Linked DNA regions of Arabidopsis thaliana: region 1 is linked to region 2. The links are chromatin contacts, called in public targeted proximity ligation maps. All regions are on one chromosome and are shown on one strand. The core of a region is the stretch at or near the end of the contact, and the rest is flanking DNA. Distances in the headings are between cores, read along the strand shown.

Region 1 (6,115 bases), core at 1,954-4,453, 34 kb before region 2:
TTGCCTTTACCTTGCATCGCTGAGCAACATCTTGTGCCGCAAGCATAGCAGCATAAGGTGAGGACTCATCTCTGTCGGCTTTCACCTTCATTCCACCTACAGAAGTAGGAAATCGAAACAGCAATTTTAGCAACCCATTGTTATTTAAGAACAATGCAATTTCCAAACAGATAAACAAAAGGAATTCCTCAAAAGTTAAACGAACAAAGACTAAAGACACTTCAGCTCACACCCTATAGAGAAGACCATAATACTAATAACAATGGTAACTAACTTAGTTCTATAAGCAGGAACATTGATGCCGTCAAGAACAAAGCAATTTCTATAAAGATATCAACGGATTCCTCGAAAAAACTTAAAAGAGCAGATACTAAGCAGAACCTTTAGGCAGTCAAGAACTTCATTTCACACTCAACAGAGACTACCGCATACAAGTTAACAAAGGGATCATCACCAAAGGATTAGAGAGTGAGAGTTGAAAGAGATGATTACCAGTGATGCGAACAAGTGTTTCCCGTCCAGACAAATCAGTCACGTGCTGCAATTGCAGATATAAGAAGTTCAGAAATGTACATAAAAATCTAACTTTGCTTGAAAAATAAAGAAGCCACTCACAATGAAAGTGTCGTTGAATGAAGCAAAGACGTGAACAACTCCAAAGACTTGCTCTCCTTCACGAACAGCTGGTCCAAGAGTCACATTCTCAACCTTTGGCTCTTTGGTCTTTCTCTTCGACTACAAAACCAAACAAAAACTAGCATTATGCATTTGCAATATCTAATAAAAACTTCTCAATTTGATAACTCAACGCTAGAGCCACACAAAAAAAATCCAATGTCTCAGAAAATTCATATGATCTCAGATCGAAATTCGAAGAATAAGGATTGCTTATTAAACATTTTCTCACTTCAGACCACCACACAATACCAGAAATGGATTTACAGATTATATATCTTCTTAATCACTAAATCCATGAAAATTAATTATAAGCTTTAGACAAACTTACCATGGTTTGGAACAGAGAGAGGTACAAAGGGAAGCTAGGGTTTCTTTTGTTGTTCCGCCTTTTACCTTTAGCTAGCGAAAGAGACGGATCAGAATTTGCTTTAATAGTCTGAATTTTTGTTAGGGTTAAAGTAGTGATTTTATGGATAATTTAATTGAGACCCAATATATATACAGACCCAACATATTACGGCCCATAAAAGTGAGCAAAAGTGCTAGTTTTTGAGCATCTTGGATTTTTAATCGTCTCTAGTCTTCTTACTGGTGTTGTGCCTCGTACTAACGTAGCAGTCATTGTCTTTCAAATCTTGTGTATAAAGTTATGAATGTGATAAGTTTATTGATGTTATTAGATCCTCCTAAACGTTTGTACATTGTTGAAAGGATATGCTAATGCAAAATTAGGAAACACAAACGGGAAAAACCGCGCATCGTCAAAATAGTTGCGATTGGATTTGCTATTTCTGCATATAGATACTGAACAGGAGTGAAATTGTAAGCAAAGACTAATGCCATTTTCGTAGCGCATCGTCTACTCGTGTGGGGAGAAGAAGTTGGGACTCACAATCTCTAGGAGTCCCTTTGGATTGTCTGTGTGTACCCAATGGCCAGAGTTACGAAGAAGATGAGTCGCAACCTTCCCTTCGGCTACATTCTGTCTCTGGTTAGCTATTGTTTCAAGCCGCTTGGTTGTATCGTTGTCCCATCGGTCACTCTTTTCTGCAATCACAAAATTTATCTCTGTCTCTTTTGGCGGGTTCTCTAGCAAAGACCAGTAAGAAGTCTCTCTGCAGTAGGAAAGTAAAAAGTCAAAATCTCGAGGAAGGTTCATAATATAATCATAGTCATTGGTTCTTAGGAAGGGAAATAAACCTGTAAGAGTTGAACATTTGGACAGCTCCGTCAAGGTTAAAGGTCCATGTCTCTGAGTCTCCAGATCTCTTGAGATTGCTGCCAATCCACTCGGATAATGATCTTGAAAACCCAAGTTCGACCATACGATCAACAAGCCACCTAGAATCAGAAAACAATGTTTGAGTGACACCAAGGTTGGATTCTATACTCTGCAAGCTGAAATGAGCCTCATTTATATATGTAACATAATCAGCTAGAAGCGATCATATAAGCATGCTCTTTATTCCCACTTATCTAAATCTTAAAAATGTCCTAGAATCCGCAGTAACAGCTCAATCAGAGAGATGGTATACTTATACACCAACTATACTAACGTTCACTCGAGATTTCATATGCGGGAATCAATTTGGAATTCCTAAGCTAAAACAAAGAGTCCAGAGTGTAGATAATTAGACAAACACCAAGAACCACATAAAGAATGAGACTTTACTTGCGAGAAGGGATTGATGAAGGTAAACTCTGCAAAGTCTTCAGAACTTTCTCTACTTCACCATCACTTTTTTCTGCCTTGACTTCCCCAGGGACAGAGTCTAGTACCCATAGCTGTTCTGCACCAAACAACCTTTGCTATGGTCATCATCATCATTATCAGATTAAAAGATCACAAATATTGCATCTCACAACAACAATGAGCTCTTAAACTTGCATACATGATAAGAATTCACAAGGTGAAGTAACTTTGGTCCAGTACCTGTTTAGGAGGAGAAGCAGATTCACCAAAATCACCACGAGCACAACTCTCCATGAACTGCAACGCCACTTTACCTCCCAAAGAGTGACCAATGACCACATCAGGCCAATTCCAGCCACTTGCTTTAACCAAATCAGCTAAATCCTTAGCTGAATTCACAAGATCATGAGGCGGATTAAGCCCTTCCACTTCCGCAGATCTCCCATGGTTCCTCAGATCAACCAATATCATCTTCCAATCTGAATGTACACACACAAGAAATTTCAATCGATATATCAAATGAAAAGCTCAAGATACTAATCACAGAGAGAAGCGTACCAGAAGCAGAGGAGACGGAGAGAGATGATGCAAGGGAGCGAGAAAACGATCTCCAGTTGCGACCGGAACCGAGGAGGCCATGAAGGATGAGAGCTGTAGATTCAGACTCCCGATCACCGGAGGTTCGGACTTCTTCGTAGGCTAGGGTTTGAAGAGATCTGGAACTCGTGAAACAAGAGGCGAATAGAGTCGGAGATTCAAGGAAACGAATCAAAAAGCGAGATTCAAATCGGTTCGTTATAATTCTCGTTCTCGCCATTGATTCTTCTTCTTTGGTAGCTTCGAATCTCTCCGGCGAAGTAAATAAAACGAAGGAACAAAAGAAAAAAAAGGAATTGACAGCTGTGGGATTTGAACCCACGCCCTTTCGGACCAGAGCCTAAATCTGGCGCCTTAGACCACTCGGCCAAACTGTCAGATGTTTATATGACTCTTTAAGTTTAATTTAGTACTTACAATTCAGATTCAGACTTCAAAATTGTACAATTAAAAATTATTTAAATTGTTAAAATGGTGTATTTATCATTTTTAATTTCAATGGTGTAATTTAGCATGCATACAAGTTGATAGTAATTGATGAACCCACGTAAACATTATTAATCTATGCGAATATTGACCCGAGAAAAAAGACTAATTGAACCATGAAACTATACGAATACATTGCATATATAAATCATCTGAAAAATCATCCAAAAGTCTAGCCCACCAAGATACAAGCTGCAAATTTTTATTAATATTGTGATTTCTAAAGATGTATATTGATTTTATTATAGTTCAATAGTTGACGTTGCATGTCTATTTGTTAATGTAGATGTCATAGCAAAAACAAAGAAACATTATTGTTCCAAAAGTCTAAAACAAATTATTGAATGAAGAATCAAGTTGATGAAGAAGAGATGATCTTGAACAAGCGAGAGCTTTAATTGAAAAACGGATAATGCGGTATGTCACTTATCGTTATGTAATTTATTTAGATTTAATTTTCCGTATAATGAGGAATAAAAAGTCCAAAGAGAGTGTTTGGACAGTGCTACAAGAAAACTTCAAACCAGAACAAGACAATTATAGACATCGATCCTCTTCCATAATCAATGAAAGCAATCTATAGGTTTTTGATGCTTTTATTCATTTGTGCAAAGGGAAGAAGAAACCTTTCACATGATTGATACAAGCTCATGCATATAGAAACGGTTTACGGTTCTGACTACAAAAACCAACCAATCTTGAAATGAATAAGTTTTGGAGAAAGGGCTTGCATTAAACAAGATATACAACTTAATTGGTTTTTATGCTCAAGCGTAGCTTCATCTCACTTGGAATCAAATTCGATCTTCTTAGTATATAACTTAACTCGATTAGTAGCGATTACTTGAAAAATATTAGAGAAACAGATTCCAGAAGTTATCTCCTTCACTCTTCAGATTCGTAATGAATGTGATTAAGATAACAAAAGAAAAGTAAACAAATGGTAGTATCAACTAAAAGCTACCATTAAATTCCATTAAATAGCTTCACATGGGATATAACTGATGCTGAGGTATTAGATTTTATGGAAGGTCAATGGTAGTATTTGACATTTTGTTATATAATTATTTTATTTTCTGCTAAAACAACATATTCCTAGCTTTTTTATATTCTTATAATCTTGTGAAGCAAATTCAAAAATTAAAGAGGCCACTTTCACAAATCATCCCAGTTTAGGCTGTTGTATAATTGCCATTAAAGTTTTGAAACCCTGTTGCATAACTGTCGTTAAATTTTTTAGTCTATAAATCATTTTAAATTTGATTGTCCTCTTAATTGTGAAACATTTAATACACGAGAGATTCCTAAGTTATTAACAGCTATATTATGTCCTCGTGAGGTCTGTATTTTAGTTATTGGCCTCTTGTATTAAATTCTAGTAACTGTTTGTTTCATTTTTTTTAATTTGTTACTCTTTCGTTTGCTATTCAAAGTTCTAAAATTCAAACGTTATCCCTCTAGCTTCTCAAATAATATATATAGGAGATTTTATATAATTATGAAAATTCTACTTCAAATGACGGTTTAAAACGCAAGTTACAAACGTCTGTTTAATTGATCATAATAAACATTTTGAGAGTACTAATCAATAAATCATACTCATATCCAGTTACTTTCCATTGTTCAAATGAAAATCAATGGCTATCTTGATCGTAACAATTTAGAAAAATGAAAGTTATGCAAATATGTGAAACATTAAAAGTACAGTAATAAAGTTTATTGTACCATAACCTTTCGTCCAAATAATTTCCTGTTTTAAAATAAAAAGACAGGAAATTAAAGTCAAGTAATTTAACTACCATCATTAGATTAATCAAAGGAAATGTTTTTTTTAAAAACATTAATGGATATCCTTTTATTCTTCTAAATTATTGCTAAACATTTTGTGATAATTTTTACAATGACTAGTGAATCTGGTAGTTAGAAACATCTTAATGGTTTTCACCTTTGAATATCCAATTTAACTACCAGCAAGCACTACTTACATACATCTATCTACATCTTTCATTCTTTTATATTGTCAAAATTTGTCACCACCAAAAACATTGATTTATATTCAAAATTTGGAAAGTAACTCAAAGTAGTTGAGTTTTGTGGGTACCTTCAGAATGTCCATTTGATTATCAATCAAAAAGAAGTTTTTAGCTGGCGCATGAAACCGTCGTTGGAAACTTTGAAACGGATGCTTCACTGTATAAACGTACTATTATTATTTAATTTTTAATAACGAAAAGTAAATTGTAGATGAATTCTTTTTATTTGATTCATTTTTAGTTAGTGCTAGCCATTATTTCTATCTTTAACTATATTCAAAATTGTTTTTTCATACTATAAACTATTATTAGACCATTTTCTTGAATGAACCATACTTTCTAGACACTATTTCTAAAATGACTATAAATCACACCATGTAGTTCTATATTTGTATTATTGTAGTTTATTGATTTAACATTGAAAATTTAATAAATTATACAATTAAAAAATTAATAGGTTTTAATACGTGTAAAATTATAAAACAAAATTTATAATGAAACAGAGAGAATAGTAAAAACATTTATGAGAAAAATATGTATTGGTGTCACTAAAGTTATTTTAGACATATTTTCATTCAAGAAATCAGTTGAATAATAGTCTTACTGTGACAAACAATTTAATAGATAA
Region 2 (6,530 bases), core at 3,430-5,929:
GAACTGAGTCGAACCGACCGACTCAAGATCCCCAAAACCAAAAAACTTTTGTTGTTGACAAAGAAATCAAAAAGGGCTAAAAAAGAAGATCGAGAGGTTCGGGAACAAATCTCTCTATCTAAAAGAAATCATAAGTGACCATAATTTGTACAATGTTCGATTGTTAGAGTTGACGTTAATTTTATTGTCAATTGCATATATGTAAAATATGTCTTAATTTAAAAACTAATTTGTTCGAATATAGTGAAAATCATGTTTTAGTGATATAAAAACAATTTGATTAAAATAATAACCTACGCCTGAACCTCATCAACTATAAAGGCAAGTTAATTTTTTTCAATAAACCAAGTTTGCTTCTAATGCGAATCTAAATTGTTGTGTTATGGACAATGCCGAGAAGGTGTTCTAAGTGGAACAAATTATTAGACAATAAGATTTTTCTCCAAGCTAGTTGTAGAGATTGTTTTACAATAACAACATTAAAATTTTAAAAAAATCTAGATAATCTATGATTCTAACTCTTCTTACCACGGACAGACGATCGCGGATCCATAGAAACTTGTTCATCGTACCAGTTGAAGAAACCCTCTGTAAACAACGAAATCGAAGTGAGAAAAAATACCTCCACATCAAACCCAAATCATCAGCGTTCATTCGCGTGGACCTAAAGTAATGTGGGAATAAGAAAATTTAAGGCGGTTGTCAAAATTATAAAAAATTAAATTGAAAATAGGAGAAATTTTTTAGTTCGACACATCGTTTTTTATTTATTTATTATACTTTTATTTATATTTAAATTCTGAGTCTTCCGAAAGAGTTGATATATTTGTGCTGGCTACATAATTTTTCATTGGTTATTTTTGTGCTATCTTAGTATAATGATAACATCTTCTCAATGCAAAAACTTATAAAGGTTTACTTATATTTTTCCTCTCGCGAGTACTATTTATTTATCTAGACTTACAAACTGATTTTAATGTGTGTGGATAGAGTCTAGTATCACTATTATATCAGCAAAGATAACATAAAATCCGTAGCAAATTTCACAGAGGTCATGCGTTTTATAGATTAAGAGTAGAATTAAGCTTTTGAACCTCCGTAAAATGTATCTTGTTTTAGCTCACAAAAGCTTTATTATAAATCAACCATAGGTCTATAATAGAGTAAAGTCCATCAAGTCTGAAATGAACATTTTTCATCCCTAATAAAGTTTCAACCTTTTTTTTTTTTTTTTTTTTTTTTTAAGTTTCAACTTTGTTCTTGCTAAAAATAAAGAAGCAACTCTGTTCTTATTGACTATATCAAATCATCCCTAAACTCTAGGGATTTACTTCAACGACAAAGTAAGAGTTGCAGTCCTCCATTTTGAACCTTTCTAGAATCTCACAAGCATACTCCAAGAAATAACTCATTTCTCCAGAGTCGGACTTATCGAATTCTATCCTCATGGAAGCCTTAAACTCTTCAACCATGCTTGCTTTAGTCCTTGTCAGGACCAAATCATCAACCTATGATACATGAGCAGTTTACTTCTATGTCAGTCTTGACAAATAGTGTTACTTTTGTTATGATTTAGTGATGATGATTCTTGATGCTATTTACAATGTTAGAGCTTGAGCAATTGAGATAGGTGAATAAGAATTTGTATCTAGGTGATGAAATAGTTGTTTTTGTCTTGTTAGTAGAGTTTTCTTGTAATCTCCATGCCCTTTTGGTGATGATCGTTTATGTTTAGTTACAATGTTAAGATAGGTGATGAAAAGTGAACAATGTTGTCTCTGTGTCAGACTTGGGAGAAGAGTACGAATCTGTAACCTCACCACCAAGCAACGTGTGACTTTGCCCATCATAAGATCAAGTCATTTGGAACTATTTTGGGTATGACTCTGTTAATGATGAATACAAAGTGCTTCGCAAAGTTTGGGAGGTGAGCAAGGAAGATGGGCAGATGAGATCCGAGCATCAAGTGTTGGTACTTGGTCCTGGAGCTTATTGGAGAAGTACTTATAGCAACGCTCCTCCTCCTCCTCATCGTCCTTTCTCACAAGGTATCTCCATCAACGGTATGTTGTACTATGGAGCAGCTTGGGTTGATGCAAATAAATGTGTGCTCGTGAGTTTTGACTTGACTTTTGAAGAATTCAATTTGATTGAGTTACCTGTAGAGGCTGGTATCATTTGGCACTCATATCGTGCTAACCTCGTTAACTACAGAGACAAATTAGATATTTTCGAATACTCTAAACTTGCGGTTGATGCGAGTGTAGACCTAAGGGTTATGGAGGATGTGAAGAAGAAGAAGAAGTGGTCAAAAAAAACTTTGGTCTTGCCACTTGACCAAATGAATGTTGTCCATGGCGATGACTTGGTGCTGCCCGGCACGAGTCGCTGCGTTCAGCTCAGACTGGGAAAGAAACATCTCTTCTTGTATTTCATTTTTAAGTTCTGTATTGTGCTTTCAGAGTTGTCTTTGAACTGTTAGAAGCGCTCTTCTTGAAATGAAAAGTGATTAGAAATCCTCCCCTAAGTTTGAAGAATTCTTAGCAGTTAAGATGGAAAAGTTTAGTATGAGTTCTAATAATGCTTGATGATCAACTTGGCTGTGGGAGCTAATGACACGAATTTCATGATATATTTAGGTTTGAGGGCAATTTAAAACAAAAATGAACTTAGAATCATCCCTAGTCAAAATGACTCATTATTTATTTTAATATTATGAAATTACATATACGAAGGTATAATTTATCATTTTACTTTTAGGCGTTGAGGTGACGTCACCGTGTGATACAAGATTGACCACCGCATGTCCCACCGTGTACCTCGGTTAATTCACGTGCTCCCTAATTTCCACGGACAAACATTAATCGTTCCTCTGAATCTTTTGTTGTTATTATATTTTGTTTTTGTCCCTTTCGTTCGATGCACTTGATATTTTTTCCCCGTGATAGTTCTAAAGTCTTTCTTCCATTTGCAACTTTAAAACTTATCTATTTGATGAATCATTGTTGATGTGAAATTATACCAGTCCAGTATAAGTCTTTCCTACAATTGTTCTAATTAGTATATCACTCACGCTAGGAAAACCCTCAAGATTGCTTTGTTATGAAATAAAAACACATATCCAATAGAAAAGCAATTCGAAATTCATTAAGATCATTTAAGAGTAAAACAACATAACTCCGAAAATAAATTTAAAAAAACAAAAAAAAACGAGTAAGCATATTTGGAAAGTCACTGGATGAGCCTAGTTAACTAGGATCTAAGCTAAGAAATAGTATTAGTTCCCTTCAATCAAATCATATATGTGGGTTACATCACTATTTTATTTGAAGCATTCGTGTCTTGTTTTTAATGTCTAAACATACTCAGCACTCTTATAAAAGTATCATGATTGATGAAAGAGCATATATATGCACTAATTAATGTTAATTTGTAAAGAGATAACTAAAACCATTATCAGTAGTATCTTCTTCCTCTTTCTCCTTTTTCTTATATACAGAGACACCATTGTATTTTCAGTACTACATATATATTTTTAAAATGATTCTTAAAAAAATTAGAGATTCAACAATTCGTAGAAAAATAGTTGCTGGTCCATTGAACGTTGAGATAAGAAGTTTTTAAAAAATAAAACAGTTTTTCAGTTGACTTCGGTGTTGGTACCTGCTCGTTCATTTTTATAAACCTAGTTTAATTGGCTTGACCTGTTTACTCTATTTCTAACACTTCAATAGAAAACTTTTCTCAAATTTTTCTGAAACTATGTTTGTTTTACACTTTTACTGCTGCAGTAGTACAAATATATCGAAGTTGTCTCAAAAATACTTTCTCAAGTTCATAATTGTTAAAACATATTCTCAAGTCTTCTTAGTTAAATATACTTACTGACTTTTATTTATTGTTCATCAATATGTACGCATTAATAAGTCACTTCTTTGAAAGGAAAGCCTTAAAATTATTTGTTTTATGACCTGTTTGCCACTTTTAAAAGTTTAAGGTCATATAGTTTATAAGAGTCAACAAATATACATGTGGTCGATTCCTCACACCTATTGTATTCAACGTGCTTTTTATTTCGTCAATGGATTTATAACGTCGAGATTCATGTTACGATTTATTAATCTCTTTTTTTTGTTAAATACGATTTATTAATCTCTTCAAATTTTTATCAATCTATATGCAAAAAGTTACATGTAAACAAGAAGTCAATTAGAACATGGAGTATATATATGAATCTCATATGATATTCTGGATCTTACTATGAAAAAAAAAAAAAAATATATATATATATATATATATATACAGTTGAAAAATATTGTTAAACCAGTCATTCCCTCATAAGTACATTCAGAGTACATGATTACTTAAAACTGGTGAATAATCTGAAGTATGGAACTTGGACGGGAAAAAACTCCATTCCTCAAAAACACTGACAAAATGTATTCAACTAAAGCAACTTGTAAATCTGGTTAGAGAAGATATGGATTAATAAATATGCATCACATGATTTGTCAATATGGTTAGCCCCTTGAGCGATCATCACATGGCCAATCAATAATCATGCCAATTAATTGAAAAAGATAGGTCTATGGTGATTTCCCACAAATTCTCTTAGTTTTATTTGTTTAGTTGGAATTTTTCAACGACATAAGCATGCTCTTTTTTCAACTTGAATGGCGTAAATAATCCTATAATTAGTATTTGACTATTTGTATAGCAAATATCATTAAACACATATAGTATACCTCCACAAAATCAATACCATTGGCATTTTCTATAGATACAAGAATGTATTGGCTGGCTCTGTATCATCATGTCTACGTAGACAGAGATGTATCATGTCGACTAAACAAAAATTACATTTCCACGTATAAGATTTACTTATAGTAGTAACTAGTAATAAGTTTCCAAGTAAAAACAGACACATTTAACTAAATTATTATTCTAAAACATTTTTATAAAAGGAAGAAGAAAGTCACAGAGATCGAACATGATTCTCCACTTTCCACTTCTTTGTCTTCTTTCTTCTCCTTCTCACTTACTTAACCCATAAGCCATCAATCCCAAACACACCATTACAATGGCTTCTTCTATCTTCTTCTTCTTCCTTATCTTCCTCTCCGTCGTCTCCGCCGTCAAACTACCTCTCTCTCCCTTCTCCCACTCCGACCAATCACCAAAAGACCCTTACCTCTCTCTCCGTCGTCTCGCTGAATCCTCAATCGCTAGAGCTCATAAACTCAAACACGGCACCTCAATAAAACCCGACGAAGATGCTCTCTCCTCCACCACCACCGCATCCGCCACCGTCGTGAAATCTCCTCTCTCTGCTAAAAGCTACGGCGGATACTCAGTCTCTCTCAGCTTCGGCACACCGTCGCAAACAATCCCATTCGTTTTCGATACCGGAAGCAGTCTCGTTTGGCTACCTTGTACCTCAAGATATCTCTGCTCCGGTTGCGATTTCTCCGGTTTGGATCCGACTCTAATCCCTAGATTTATCCCCAAGAACTCTTCCTCTTCGAAGATTATCGGGTGTCAGAGTCCAAAATGTCAGTTTCTATACGGACCCAATGTTCAATGCAGAGGATGTGACCCGAATACCCGAAACTGCACCGTCGGTTGTCCACCGTACATTCTTCAATACGGATTAGGATCAACGGCTGGGGTTTTAATAACCGAAAAGCTTGATTTCCCGGATCTAACCGTACCCGATTTCGTAGTCGGATGTTCAATTATCTCCACCCGACAACCCGCTGGTATCGCTGGGTTTGGGCGAGGACCCGTATCGCTTCCTTCACAAATGAATCTCAAGAGATTCTCTCACTGTTTGGTTTCTCGTCGGTTTGACGATACCAACGTAACCACCGATCTTGATTTAGATACCGGATCGGGTCATAATTCCGGGTCTAAAACTCCGGGTCTCACATACACGCCGTTTCGGAAAAATCCCAATGTCTCCAACAAAGCTTTTCTCGAGTATTATTACCTCAATCTCCGGCGAATCTACGTCGGAAGAAAGCACGTGAAGATTCCGTATAAGTATCTCGCGCCGGGAACTAACGGAGACGGAGGATCCATTGTTGATTCCGGATCTACATTCACTTTCATGGAGCGACCCGTTTTCGAGCTCGTTGCTGAAGAATTCGCTTCACAGATGTCGAACTACACTCGTGAGAAAGACTTGGAGAAGGAAACAGGACTTGGACCGTGTTTTAATATCTCCGGGAAGGGAGATGTGACGGTGCCGGAGCTGATTTTTGAGTTTAAAGGTGGAGCGAAGTTGGAATTGCCGTTATCCAATTACTTCACGTTCGTTGGGAATACTGATACCGTTTGTCTTACGGTGGTTTCGGATAAAACCGTTAATCCCTCCGGCGGGACTGGACCGGCGATAATTCTGGGGAGTTTCCAGCAACAGAACTATTTAGTTGAATACGATTTGGAGAATGACAGGTTTGGGTTCGCGAAGAAGAAGTGTAGCCCGTGAGTTTTCAGGGGTAAATTTGACTTTTCACAACGATGAGATC

What was found.
Region 1: a targeted proximity ligation map of shoot shows a contact between it and region 2, with 10 read pairs. A contact is called at or near these places in 1 of 26 Hi-C or Micro-C datasets (seedling), 1 of 2 datasets of targeted methods (shoot) and 1 of 3 other capture datasets (root).

What each region holds. Positions count from the first base shown.
Region 1 is chr3:19,498,218-19,504,332 of TAIR10.1, reverse strand. AT3G52570 (alpha/beta-Hydrolases superfamily protein) reads right to left here and starts at 3,203. Exons shown (of 5, transcript NM_115117.3): 1 at 2,930-3,203; 2 at 2,612-2,850; 3 at 2,351-2,463; 4 at 1,879-2,019; 5 at 1,306-1,793. The coding sequence starts at 3,188. The coding sequence ends at 1,538. AT3G52565 (a tRNA gene) reads right to left here and starts at 3,345; the gene lies at 3,266-3,345. It overlaps AT3G52580 (Ribosomal protein S11 family protein), which reads right to left and starts at 1,180. Exons shown (of 6, transcript NM_115118.5): 1 at 1,007-1,180; 2 at 616-735; 3 at 493-538; 4 at 11-96. The coding sequence starts at 1,009.
Region 2 is chr3:19,465,604-19,472,133 of TAIR10.1, reverse strand. AT3G52500 (Eukaryotic aspartyl protease family protein) reads left to right here and starts at 4,679. Exons shown (of 1, transcript NM_115110.3): 1 at 4,679-6,530. The coding sequence starts at 5,081. The coding sequence ends at 6,490. AT3G52510 (F-box associated ubiquitination effector family protein) reads left to right here and starts at 1,321. Exons shown (of 3, transcript NM_001339575.1): 1 at 1,321-1,536; 2 at 1,788-1,831; 3 at 1,908-2,482. The coding sequence starts at 1,511. The coding sequence ends at 2,482.